2 separate regions of the Mus musculus genome follow, and region 1 is linked to region 2. Evidence: chromatin contacts called from public promoter capture Hi-C data. All regions are on one chromosome and are shown on one strand. The core of a region is the stretch at or near the end of the contact, and the rest is flanking DNA. Distances in the headings are between cores, read along the strand shown.

Region 1 (5,470 bases), core at 1,137-3,636, 5.5 Mb after region 2:
GCTTAGTTAATCTAGGTACCATGTAACTAACAATTAAAACTTAGATCATAACATTAAAAAATTACCGACAAGTACCTGGACTTTGTGTGATTTCTTTTTTCTTTCATTCTTTTTTAAAATGTGAGTTCTGTAACATGTGTCTTTAATCCCAGTGCTCTATGGTGAGCCAAGGAGACAAGAGGTTCTCCAGAAGCTCACAAGCCAGCGAGGCTGGCACAGGCAGCATCACACAACAAAAAGACGCTGCCTTTAATTAAGCTGAGAGAAGATAAGGGCCATCAACTAAAGTTATTCTCTGAACCTTCGAATGTGTGCAGTGGGACCAGCATGGAACAAGACACAGACACAAACAGACATAGACACACATACACACACACACACACACACACACACACACACAAAGTTTTAAAAATACTTGTTGTATGAATGAGCTCCTGTTCAGAAGTGCTTTTACTCTGTGGATATATCAAATCATTTCCTACAGTAAACAACTGTTTCCAGCACAGCTAAGGACTCATATGAAACCCTGTTTTAGTTCTTAAAAAAGAAGTCATTAGAGTCAAACAACTAAATGTGCCCATGAGGAATAACAGTTTAACTCCACCCTCACCTATGCTTAATACCTCTCAGAAGCTAAAGAAACAGCATTAAGTCATGTGCCTAGCTATTCTTTCGTAGTGTACGAACTCTACGTAAAGCAATGTTCTAGGCCAGTGGTTCTCAACCTTCCTAATCCTGTGACCCTGTAATACAGTTCCTCATGTTGTATTTACCCTCAACCGTAAAACTATTTCCAGCTATTTTATAACTGTAATCTTGCTGTTATGAATCCTAATATAAATATCTAATATGCGGGGTATCTGATATTCGACCCCTGTAAATGGGTTATTCAACCCAAGGGGTCATGAGCCACAGGTTGAGAACCACTGCTCTAGATGCTCATCTTCAACTCTATAGTGTTTGCATTCTATATAGGAAAGAAACCAAGGTAAGATACTGTTAAATACTGGGTAATTGCTGAGACCCAGGGCATCACTGAGATCTGCTATTTGATAGGCTTCTTTGTTACATTTGAACAGGTAAAATAGCAAACTAGAGAAATGAAGCGTGAAGGTTCTGCATTGTGGAATGGTCAGTCTATTTCATCTCTACACGCATTTATTCATTAAAATTAATATTGTCCTCTAGAAATATATAGCTCAGCATGAAATCTATCAGGGAATCTACTCCCATTCCTATGAAATAACATTCCTCACTCCTCCCCTGCTTCTAACTGACAATTATCTCAAAAGATATCTCCTCCAAGATGTTTTCCCCATCATTTCCTGTTTTCCCTCCATCACTGTCATGGCAATATAATCTCTTCTTCAATACCTCCCAAGCAAAGGCAGGTGTGTTCATGCACGTCTGTAATCCTGAGATAGGGAATTAGTATATATATACGTGTGTGTGTGTGTGTGTGTGTGTGTGTGTGTGTGTGTGTCTATAATACAGACACACATATAAAGGTAGAATACCAACCTTTGTATCATCAGCACCTAGTAGAGTGCGTGGTGCCAAAGAGGCCTTCAATAATGACTGTAGAGAATGCACGATCTCCAAGTTAAACAACAAGCAAAAGTGTACAATCTTGAGATAAGTCTTAAAAACAATAGACACTAGAAGGCGCTCACGTGAGTTGGATCAAGGAAGTTAAGGGGTCAGAAGACTAGCGAATAGGGAGGTTGCCCAAGAACTCTTTCAAAAATATGCTGAGACACGTCACCGTAAAGAATATAAATGCAACACTGGCCATATGCAGGGTGTGGAGAAGAGTCCTTTGGTCTTTCCACCTCTAAAATCCCCGATAGCTGCCCCTCCCTGCCCGCCCCCAGTCACCGTGTCCAGGAGGTAAGGCTCTCACCTTCCCATTAGTGGGCGGCTCCTGGATGTAGATGTTACTCATCTTGCTCAGTGCTCAGGACTCCGCTCCTTAGTGTGGCCGCAAGCGAATGGCGGGTCTCCGGCGAGGCCCACCTGTTAGCACACAATTCTTTAACCTGAGTATTTGGGGGAAAACTTCACTCGGTCAGAGTCGGACAAGACAGCCGTACTAATCACTAGTTACTCCCCAAACTAGCCCATCATGGACGCCGCCATGTTGCTCCCGGACCGGAGCACCGCTAACCCCGGGAGGGGGGACTTCCCTGTCCTTCAGGAAACTAGAAAAGACTATAGGACCTCTACAACTTTAGAGAATTTGTAGCGAGGTTTATAATACGAGCTAAAGGGCCAATCCGTAAATCCCGGGGCTGCGTCCAGGTCAGGCGATTGCAGATAGCACTCACCTCCCGAAGCGGGCCGAAATGGTTCCGACCGCGTGTGCTCCGCGGTAGGACACCCCTGGAAACTGCATCCACAGCCACTTAGTTCCGCCAACCCTAGATGTGCATCGGGCCTTCCCCTGCCCGGTGAAGTTGTAGTGGCCGGGTGGGAGAGATCCCTTTGGGAATGCGCTGTCCTCGCAACGGACCTGAACCTAACGTGATCTCGAAAGCCCAGGACTCCGACGATCCCACTCACCTTGCATCATGGCAGTCCCAGGTGAAGGTCAACCGCAGGGCTCTCTCACTCCAGAGGAATGAGACGAGCAGGGAAGCCCAGAGCACGGGGGTGGGTGGCAGCGAGCACTTGGGGAATCAGGCGAAGGCCTAAAAATTTAGATTTGGTCGGCTTACATGAAAAAGCTTATACTACAAGTTCAAAGCGGGGTGAGAAAGATAGGGAAAGATCATCTCTGTCATTCTTGGACAAGCCCAAACTGCACAGGATTAGAGGGAAAGTGTATTGTAAGAGGGACAAGGGACTTGGTGACAATGAGAACTGTAGGCCTAAGGGGACAACTTGCCCAGAAGACTGTAACTTTCACACGATTTCAAAATAAAATTCGAAATGTGAGCATTTTGCCGAATCCAGGTGGCTATACACATTATACTGAAAGTCGCCAAGAAGAGCACCTGAGGCTTGTTCTAGCACTTCCAGCCTGTAATTTCTATGTGGCTGCAGGCCCGCTGCTGTGCCCTTCCGGGCCTCAGTTTCCCTATCAGTTTCAAGACAGTGCTTTCTCGAATTAGATCTAAGATTCTTTGTAGGTTCCACTTTTGTGTTCAGAGGTTTCTAACCTAGAAACGGCAAACTGAGCTCCGGGGATGTTTTTGTTGCTCCAGTTTACTGGGGAGCCGCTAAGAACTTCCCCAAGCCGACTTTGTCAGAATGTGTTTCTGTAAAACCCTATTATCAAGCAGGTGTTTTTAAGAGATATACCCGCCTCGCATCTCGGAGATTCACAGTGCATAGTACTGTAGGAAAGACCCTCAAACTATTTGTGAAGCCCCAACTTTGCTTAACACTGCCCCTTCCCGCTACTGTTTGACCCCTGTCTTTGTTCCGTGGCAGCCTTTTCTGAACTTTATTCTAGAGATTACTGTTGCGGGGTGGGGCTGCTTCCTAACTTCTGCAGAGGAGCACTCCAGGAGCTGTGAAAAGAGAGGTGACTACATTTATTGAGTGTGTGGCAGTCAGCATGGTAGAAACCCTTGCTCTCCTAGAATTCGGGGGGGGGGGGATTTACAGAAAGTAGAACTAACGCTGGGGCGAGCAAAAACAGGACACCTAACAGGATCCAGAGTGTACAAAAGGATGTTCCAGATGAAAGCTAAAGAAAGGTGAGAGTGCAGGGGACCTGCAGGGAGAGGGAGCAGATACAGAAAGGAAGAGGAACTAAAAGAGGGAATGAAAGAGCCCTGCCGTGGCTAACGATCAGCTAACCTGAGAGAAAAGAGAAATTAACTAAAGCGATAATTCAAAGTATCTAACTTTTACTATGTAACCCATGTATCTGATACTATGTCAAACATTGTATATTTTTTTCCTCCCTTTAATAACCACTGCTATGAGATAGCTGTTGTTAGTCTCACTTCACAGACGGAGAAATCAAGTAACTTGCCTATTACAAAAGCTAATGGAGATTATCCAAGCTCTTGGCCACCATGAATGCAAATGCATTCTCCAACATATCCATGGCACAATAGATTCCCTGCGACTGAAGGACCTTACAAGCAAAAACAAAGTGTTAGGATGTTAATAGACAGTAGGAAAACACTTAACAGCTTTAAGAAAAATTACATTTTAGGATACTGTGACCTAGAGGAGAGTTAGTTAATGTAGAGGCGTTGTTGGTACTTAAGGGTGATTCTGGTCAGTTATGTTACCATTGAGGATGTAGACTCATTAAGAGAGAAGCAGCTAATTTGGAGGGGGGGGTGGTGGTGGTGGTAGAATCACTAAGAATTAATTGCTTTGGTGTGGGTAGGAAATGAGATTAACCTGGTTTTTGACATTAGCTCATTTGAGGAGGCCTCATAACTGGGAAGACATCCCTCAAGATCAGAGTTGAGAGATGGTGGTAAGGTCAGTCTGGAACTTGTGTTGAGGTCTATCTGGCCCGGGATGGAAATGGCCCATAGATAGCATGGGAATAAACAGAATACTGGACAAGAAGTCAGAGTCAAAACCAACACTTATTATAGGACTAAAAGGATAAAGTGTGAGGGACTGTGCAGACACAGTGGGTAATGTGTGAAGGGAAGACCTGACTGGAGTCTAGGAATAATAGCATGTAAAGGAAAGAGCTGAGAACCACGAGCCTGCACAGTACTTGCCTAAGCATTTCGTGAGGCTCTGGTGACCTCTGCATCACACAGTTGCACCCAGAGTTGGCCTGCTGTCACTGCCCATCATTTGGGCAGGCGCTGGAGCACTGGTAGAGTATGAACACACCAGGAGACACACCGTAAAACTTTAGGAATGATAATTTGCTCCTGAAGAAAAGGGACAAAAAGTGATTTTTCTTCTAGCTTTGTTTGAGATGCTCTTAAACTTGAGACCAGTGTTAAAAAAAATGTTAACCTTTCAATTCAAAATAATGTTTCAAAGCATAATAATAAATTGTGTCATTAAGCCAGATGGAATGACTTACATAAACTGCTTAAACCCACCCCCCCCAAAAAAATCAAGATAATAGGCTTGACAGGTGGCACAAACGCACAATGCAACTGCTTTAGAAAGTGCAGATACAGAAGATGTTAAGATAATTTCTTGGATGATCGATCCAGATGCTGCACGGAAGGAAAATGGGGCTCCATTGAGGTGATCATCAAGAAGGACAAGTATTGTGTCATGCTCTTTTATTTTAGGTGTGATGGATTCAGCTTGGGGTGATTGTGCTCCTGGTTATTATAAGGTATAACTATAGAGTAATGAGGCTGCTTTTCAGAAGCCACCAGCCTTGTCTGCTTCAGTGGTCACGTGTTTCCACCACATTGAATGCCAGCTTAAACTATTATGTAGGTAACAATGAGATACTGAAGATCTTCGGGAAAAAAAAATCTTAGACACTTAGTCATTTGACAAATGGCATTGAACATAGGAT
Region 2 (5,613 bases), core at 2,577-5,076:
CAGGAGTTGCCTAGGACTTGTTACAAGGCCCAGAGCTGTGAAAGGATGCTGTTGATGTACACTCGCAACGTAAGAACAAGAGCAATGTCTGTTCTCCGTGTCTGAGAAAATTCCTACATGGTTAGTGACCAAGGCACTGGGTCTTTCAGTCATTCTTCCCAGAACCAGGCGATGGTTTTGGAGATGCAAGGACCTGTGCAGACCTGGGTCATGCTACTTACATGCTCTGGGAAGACGCTTGTCTGTTCCTCATGAGACATCGTTCCTCATGCACACAGTCAGGACTACGATGCCTATGCCTCACGGGATTACATGAGAGTATGGACAGACAGCATCTGGCACAGGGCCTTCCGTACAGTCAGTGCTAGGAAGTAATGGCACTAGCAACCTCATTTCCATCCTGTCCCTGTATGAACTAAGCAATGCAATTTTGGGGATTTCTAAGCAATTTCTCATCTAGAAGATTTTAAAGTAATGATTTTGCATCCTGTACCTCTTACTCATTAACCCAGTGAATCTAAAACATTTTAAAAAATGTAAATTAGGACTTCAATAATTTGACTTTCAAGTATTTACCACATGATCACAGTCAAGAGCAATGTGTCTCTCGCACAAAGCTATCTCTCTTCCCTAAGGGTTTAAAGGCTACCCAGGAAGTCAGGTTACTTTGTAGAGATAGCACGTGAACAAAACCAAAGCAGTAAGAAGAGTCACATTTTGACATCTGTTGTGACTGTGAGCAGGACAGATAACGTTCCCTGAAGTGGAGGACTATCAGGGAATGTGGTGATGGAAAAGTCTGTACAAAGTATGGTACGTGACAGAGTGACACTGTAGGCTCCTAAAATAATAGAACGGTGGCAGGATTGTATAAGTACCAGTCTGATAGTGCCGTAGACGGGGCTGACTTTTAGACTGCATCTGGGAACAGGTCCACAGCTATCACAGATTCATGAAGACCATGGCAATTAGACATAACAGCAGGGAGTACTTCCTATGCAAACCTCAGATAGGCCCAAAATACCCAAGATCAAAAGGCAAGCCTGGGGCCTGGAGATGGCTGAGCTGTTGAGAGCACTTGTTACTGTTGTAGAGGGCACACAGTCAGGGTCTACATGGCAGCTAACCACTCTCTGGAACTCCAGAGGACTCAGTGCACTCTTTTGGCCTTAGCACTGCAAACACATAGTACATACATGCAAGCAAAACGCCCACAGACTGCCTCCTTGACTGCTAGGGCTTGACCCTGAAAAGCAGTGAGAAGGAACAGGACGGGAGGGATGGAGGCATGAAGTGTCAGTCAGTCTCTCAGTGGGATCTGGCTGGGAACTGGCGGTGGCAAGAGGAAGGAGTGTTGGGTGTGTATCAGAGGGTCACAAGGCAAGCTGCATAGGCAGGAACGTGAGAGAAAGGTTTAGAAGTGGAGGTAGGGAGATGATGGTAAGAGTGGGCAGGGTGTGATGTTCATATGTGAAACTGTCTTAGGTCAATAGTAACCAATGAGGTCTTTTAAAAACGAATCAACAAAAGCCAGAGGAAGTCTTAGATATGCTTATCAAGGAGTTTGAAGTCTTCAACCTGCAGGACAGAGGGAATGAACACAAGATTGCTAAGATATGACAGGGACTAAAGCCAAAGAACTGGTGTCCTCATGTTTTTAGTGCTTTTTACATGTTTTAAATATTTTGATTTTATGCAGGCATGCATGTCTGCACAAAGGTTTGTGCACATTTATGCCTGCAAAGACCAGAAGAGGGCAACGGAGGAGTTGAAGCTAGACCATTATAGGCAGTTCTAAGTCACCCAATGTGAGTGCTAGGAACCGAACTCAGGCTCTCTGGAATAGCAGCAAGCACTTTTAACTCCTTAAGTATCTCTCAAAAGTAGGAGGGAAAAAAAAAAACCAGTATAATGACCCTCATCTGGCAATCAGTCTTAACAGGTGCCAAGTTTGCTAATTTTGATTCTTCTGTGTAGCCTAAATACAGTGAGCTTTTCAAAGTAAATCCTAGATTCTAAAGTGTGAAAAATCCAAATGTACTACCACACCATGGTCTTACTGACCTACAAGTATATCACAGGTCTACGGTATACTTAATCAACATTTGAAAGCCTGGACTCTTGAACTATGTAGTCTATTCCAATCTGCTGCCTTTCCAAGTCTATCTCTATCGATCTCCCAATTGATGCTGATGATGGTCCTCAAATCATATTCTGAGCAGCAGAGATCTAGATGACTGGCCACAGGGCTAATATCACTATTTTCGTGGGGTTCCTAGGGGCAGGGCTAAAGGAAGAGCCATGGACTTGAAGTACCAGAGTCTGAGAGAAAGGGTTGATGAGGAAACTAATGGTCACTCTGTCTTTTTTCTCTCTATGAGATAGGTCTTGAAAGAGTGAATAGAGACAAAGGAGAAATATGAATGACAGACGATTAAAGAATTAATAAAACAGATATTACCTTTGGTGCCAGGTAGGTTATATGCAATAGCTATCTTCTTATGTTGAAATTCCTTTAACTTCACAATGTTATCTGTGAGTAGGTATCTTTTAGCTAAAAAGTAGAAAAAGAAAATAAAGTCATTTTGATTGCTCTCCCCCTCCCCCGCAGCAAATAAGAGCATGGTTGCCTCTAAAGGATCCATCCAGAGAGGTACAAATACTATATATCCCTGGTGAGAAGCAAACATCTCCAGTCAAGTATTGAATGCAAGTCTTACATTTGAAAGAGGTAGGGATTGATGGAGTGTGAAGACTGGTTGACAAGATGAGCTATGAAGAACAAATGGGCATTTGCTATCTAGTTGGGGGCTAGCAATGCAGACACCTACACACACACACACACACACTGCAGACACCTACACACACACACACACACACACACACACACACTTTTGCTTGGTTTATTTTGGGAGAAACATGAAATATTGGGAAAAGCTATATCATGACTTCCAGTTTTGAAACTTCGGCACTGAAGATAGCCTTTCAGATCTGGACTCAGTAACCCTAGATCAGAAATCACTGACCACAGATCAGCAAGTCTGGAATGTACCCTTCTGCATCGTTGGCTGTGCATGAGATAAAAACAGATGAACCGTGCACTGAGATCTGACACAGTAAGGTAGTAACAAAAATAGTTGTTTATGAAAAGGCAGTCCTGTGACGCTGTCAGATCTGGGTCTTTAGTTCAAATACAGCATCTGCCAGCTCCCTGTGACCTTGGGCGAGTGACAACCTTGTCTACTTCCTATTCTGTAAATGAAGAAGGGTACCTCTGTCACTGGATGCTATGTGTGTGTGTGCGCGCCCACATTATAATAATTTTATTATCAATAGCAGTCACGCCTTCAGAAAGGCGGTAAGGAATAATTTGGGGGATGAGGACGCCTGCCTCGAGTCTTTGAGAATGTAAGCAGCACAGCTTGGGTTCCCATCTCTTAAACTCCGCACCAAAACCTTGCAGAAAAGGACACCCGACGACTGAGGTATGTTCTCGAAGAGCAACTTGGACCTTTGCAAGTGCAGTCCCTAGCTGCCCTTTGCTTTCCAGGCACAGAGCAGAGGGGTTCACAGTCCGGAAGCAAACCGGGCTGCTCACGCGTGCAGCAAAAGGGAAAGGGCGCACGAGCCTCCTCCAAAAAGAGAGGCCGCGGTGGGCTCACGCTCCCTTCTCTTCCACCCTCCCTCCTTCCAGGCGTGCGGCCGCTCGTACCTCCGAGAGTGCAGCGGCAGCAGGCGGAGCCTGAGCCCGTCACCCCGGGATGCAGCGAAGGACGCGGCACCCGCAGGCGTTCCAGGGGCCGAAACACTGTAGCCATGTTGTTCCGGGCCGGGCTGCACCATCTGCGGGACCCGGGCAGGGGGGACCTCTGAGGTGGTAGGACCACTTCCGGCGGAGGCGGGCTCTGTGCCTGTCCCCCCACGCCCGCCTTCCACTTGGTGCGCTCCAAGATGGCGGCTCCCATGGTGCGGTGTGGGATGCTCCTGGCTCGGCGACTAGACGCGTCTCGCCTTTGCCTCGCAGGTTGGTGGCTGCTGCCTTGGAGCTGCAGCTCCATTTAGGCCTCCCAGCACGCTGTTTATTGAAGGAAGGGGGTGATGGGCTTCCAGGAAGCGCATAAGTGCGTCTGGGATCCGGTTGCTAGAGAAGCCGTTTAGGGTATTGGTAACCCAGAAAGGAAAAATAATCCCTCTTCTTTAAGGCTAGTACCCGCCATTCCAAACTTTTGAAAAGTAGGGGAAGGCTGTAGCATGAGGTTCTGCGTATGTCTTGCAAGTTTAATGTATTAAATTAGTAGACTTCTTGGTGATCATGAAAAACCCAAATATGTTCACTCCGTGGGCTAGAACAGTTTTCTTCCCCTGAGATTTCTTTGGAGGGTCATCAGGCAAAAGTTTTCCCTCACTGCCTTGTACTTGATGACCCGAACCCTTGGTCTTCATCTCCTGAAAGAATTTTTCAACACTAGCCTCACTTTACCTGGTGACCTTGGCCACAACTTCTGCCTGACATTTCTTTTTTTTTTTTTTTTTCCACCAGTAGGTAAACAAGCAGAGCGATTTGATGGCTTGAGTTGAATCACATAATCACTCAAAGCCTTTTTAGGGTACCTAATGGTGAAAATACGTTTTGAAGTTTTTGCAAAACCCGAGTTTGTAGTGCTTACAATCTCGTAATCCTTGAAGATGTGCCAGATAACAGAAGTAAAATGAACTAACCACACTTGGATGTTTGCAATGCTGCTTGTTTTCAATCAGACTCCCTTAACACCAGTCACAAAAAGAGAAGCAATGCTCACTTGCTCTCACTCCTGTAAGTGTACAGCCATTTAAAAACTCCACAGTTGTCCTCAAGAGTTTTCTAAAGATAAAGTGTTTGAACTACCTGGCAAGAACACTTCATATCACACATTTGACAAATTGATACGAACAATATTTGGCACTAAGAGTGCTTTGTAGAGCTATTTGGCATATTTAATTGTGATTGGTAGTAAATTCTTTGAAGTTTCATAAGACCCACACTAGTAGATACAGGAGAGTAAGTTGGTTGCTTATAATGGCTGGGGCAACTATTGTAACAAAGGAATGGAAACTACACAGAGCAACTTGAGAGAACCTTTACTTTGGCAGTTTATACTCTGAAGCTATCCCAACTTGGTAGTTGCTAGTACTTGTAGCTATTTAAATTTAAGTTGAAGATAAATAAGATTAAAAACTAAGTTTCTTCACGGCAGTTAGTGTTTTATGTGGTCAGTACATCCATGTAGCTGATGTCTTTTGTCTTGGACAATTTAAAATGTAACATTTTTATTTCTACAGAAGTTTTTTGGACACTGCATTAGACCACAGATGGAGGCTATAGGAAGGCAATATAAGTACATCAGTGTATAAATACCCTAATTCAAGTACTCAGCTTGTACAAATTCATGACAGATGAGTCAGTATATGCAACACTTTAAGACTTCTACATAGTCTACTTAAAATAGGATGAAAGAATACAGCCCAAATGATCAAAAAGATAGAAGAAAAATGAACTGAGATAGAGCAACAACAGGTATGTGAAAAGGACAGGGGAAGGAAACTTACTGGGTACCATAATTCGTAGACAGGCAT

Evidence for each region. Promoter capture Hi-C pulls out the DNA fragments that hold promoters and counts their contacts.
Region 1: a promoter capture Hi-C map of pre-B cells shows a contact between it and region 2, with 6 times the contacts expected there. The contact joins the promoter of Srek1ip1 here to the promoter of Ptcd2 in region 2. A contact is called at or near these places in 1 of 39 promoter capture datasets (pre-B cells) and 2 of 484 Hi-C or Micro-C datasets (CD4 T cells and uterus).

What each region holds. Positions count from the first base shown.
Region 1 is chr13:104,814,784-104,820,253 of GRCm38.p6, forward strand. It overlaps Srek1ip1 (splicing regulatory glutamine/lysine-rich protein 1interacting protein 1), which reads left to right and starts at 2,387. Exons shown (of 5, transcript NM_026075.3): 1 at 2,387-2,583. The coding sequence starts at 2,571. It overlaps Cwc27 (CWC27 spliceosome-associated protein), which reads right to left and starts at 2,170. Exons shown (of 14, transcript NM_026072.1): 1 at 1,904-2,170. The coding sequence starts at 1,945.
Region 2 is chr13:99,340,852-99,346,464 of GRCm38.p6, forward strand. Ptcd2 (pentatricopeptide repeat domain 2) reads right to left here and starts at 3,827. Exons shown (of 10, transcript NM_026873.2): 1 at 3,713-3,827; 2 at 2,462-2,554. The coding sequence starts at 3,818. It overlaps Mrps27 (mitochondrial ribosomal protein S27), which reads left to right and starts at 3,935. Exons shown (of 11, transcript NM_173757.3): 1 at 3,935-4,024. The coding sequence starts at 3,952.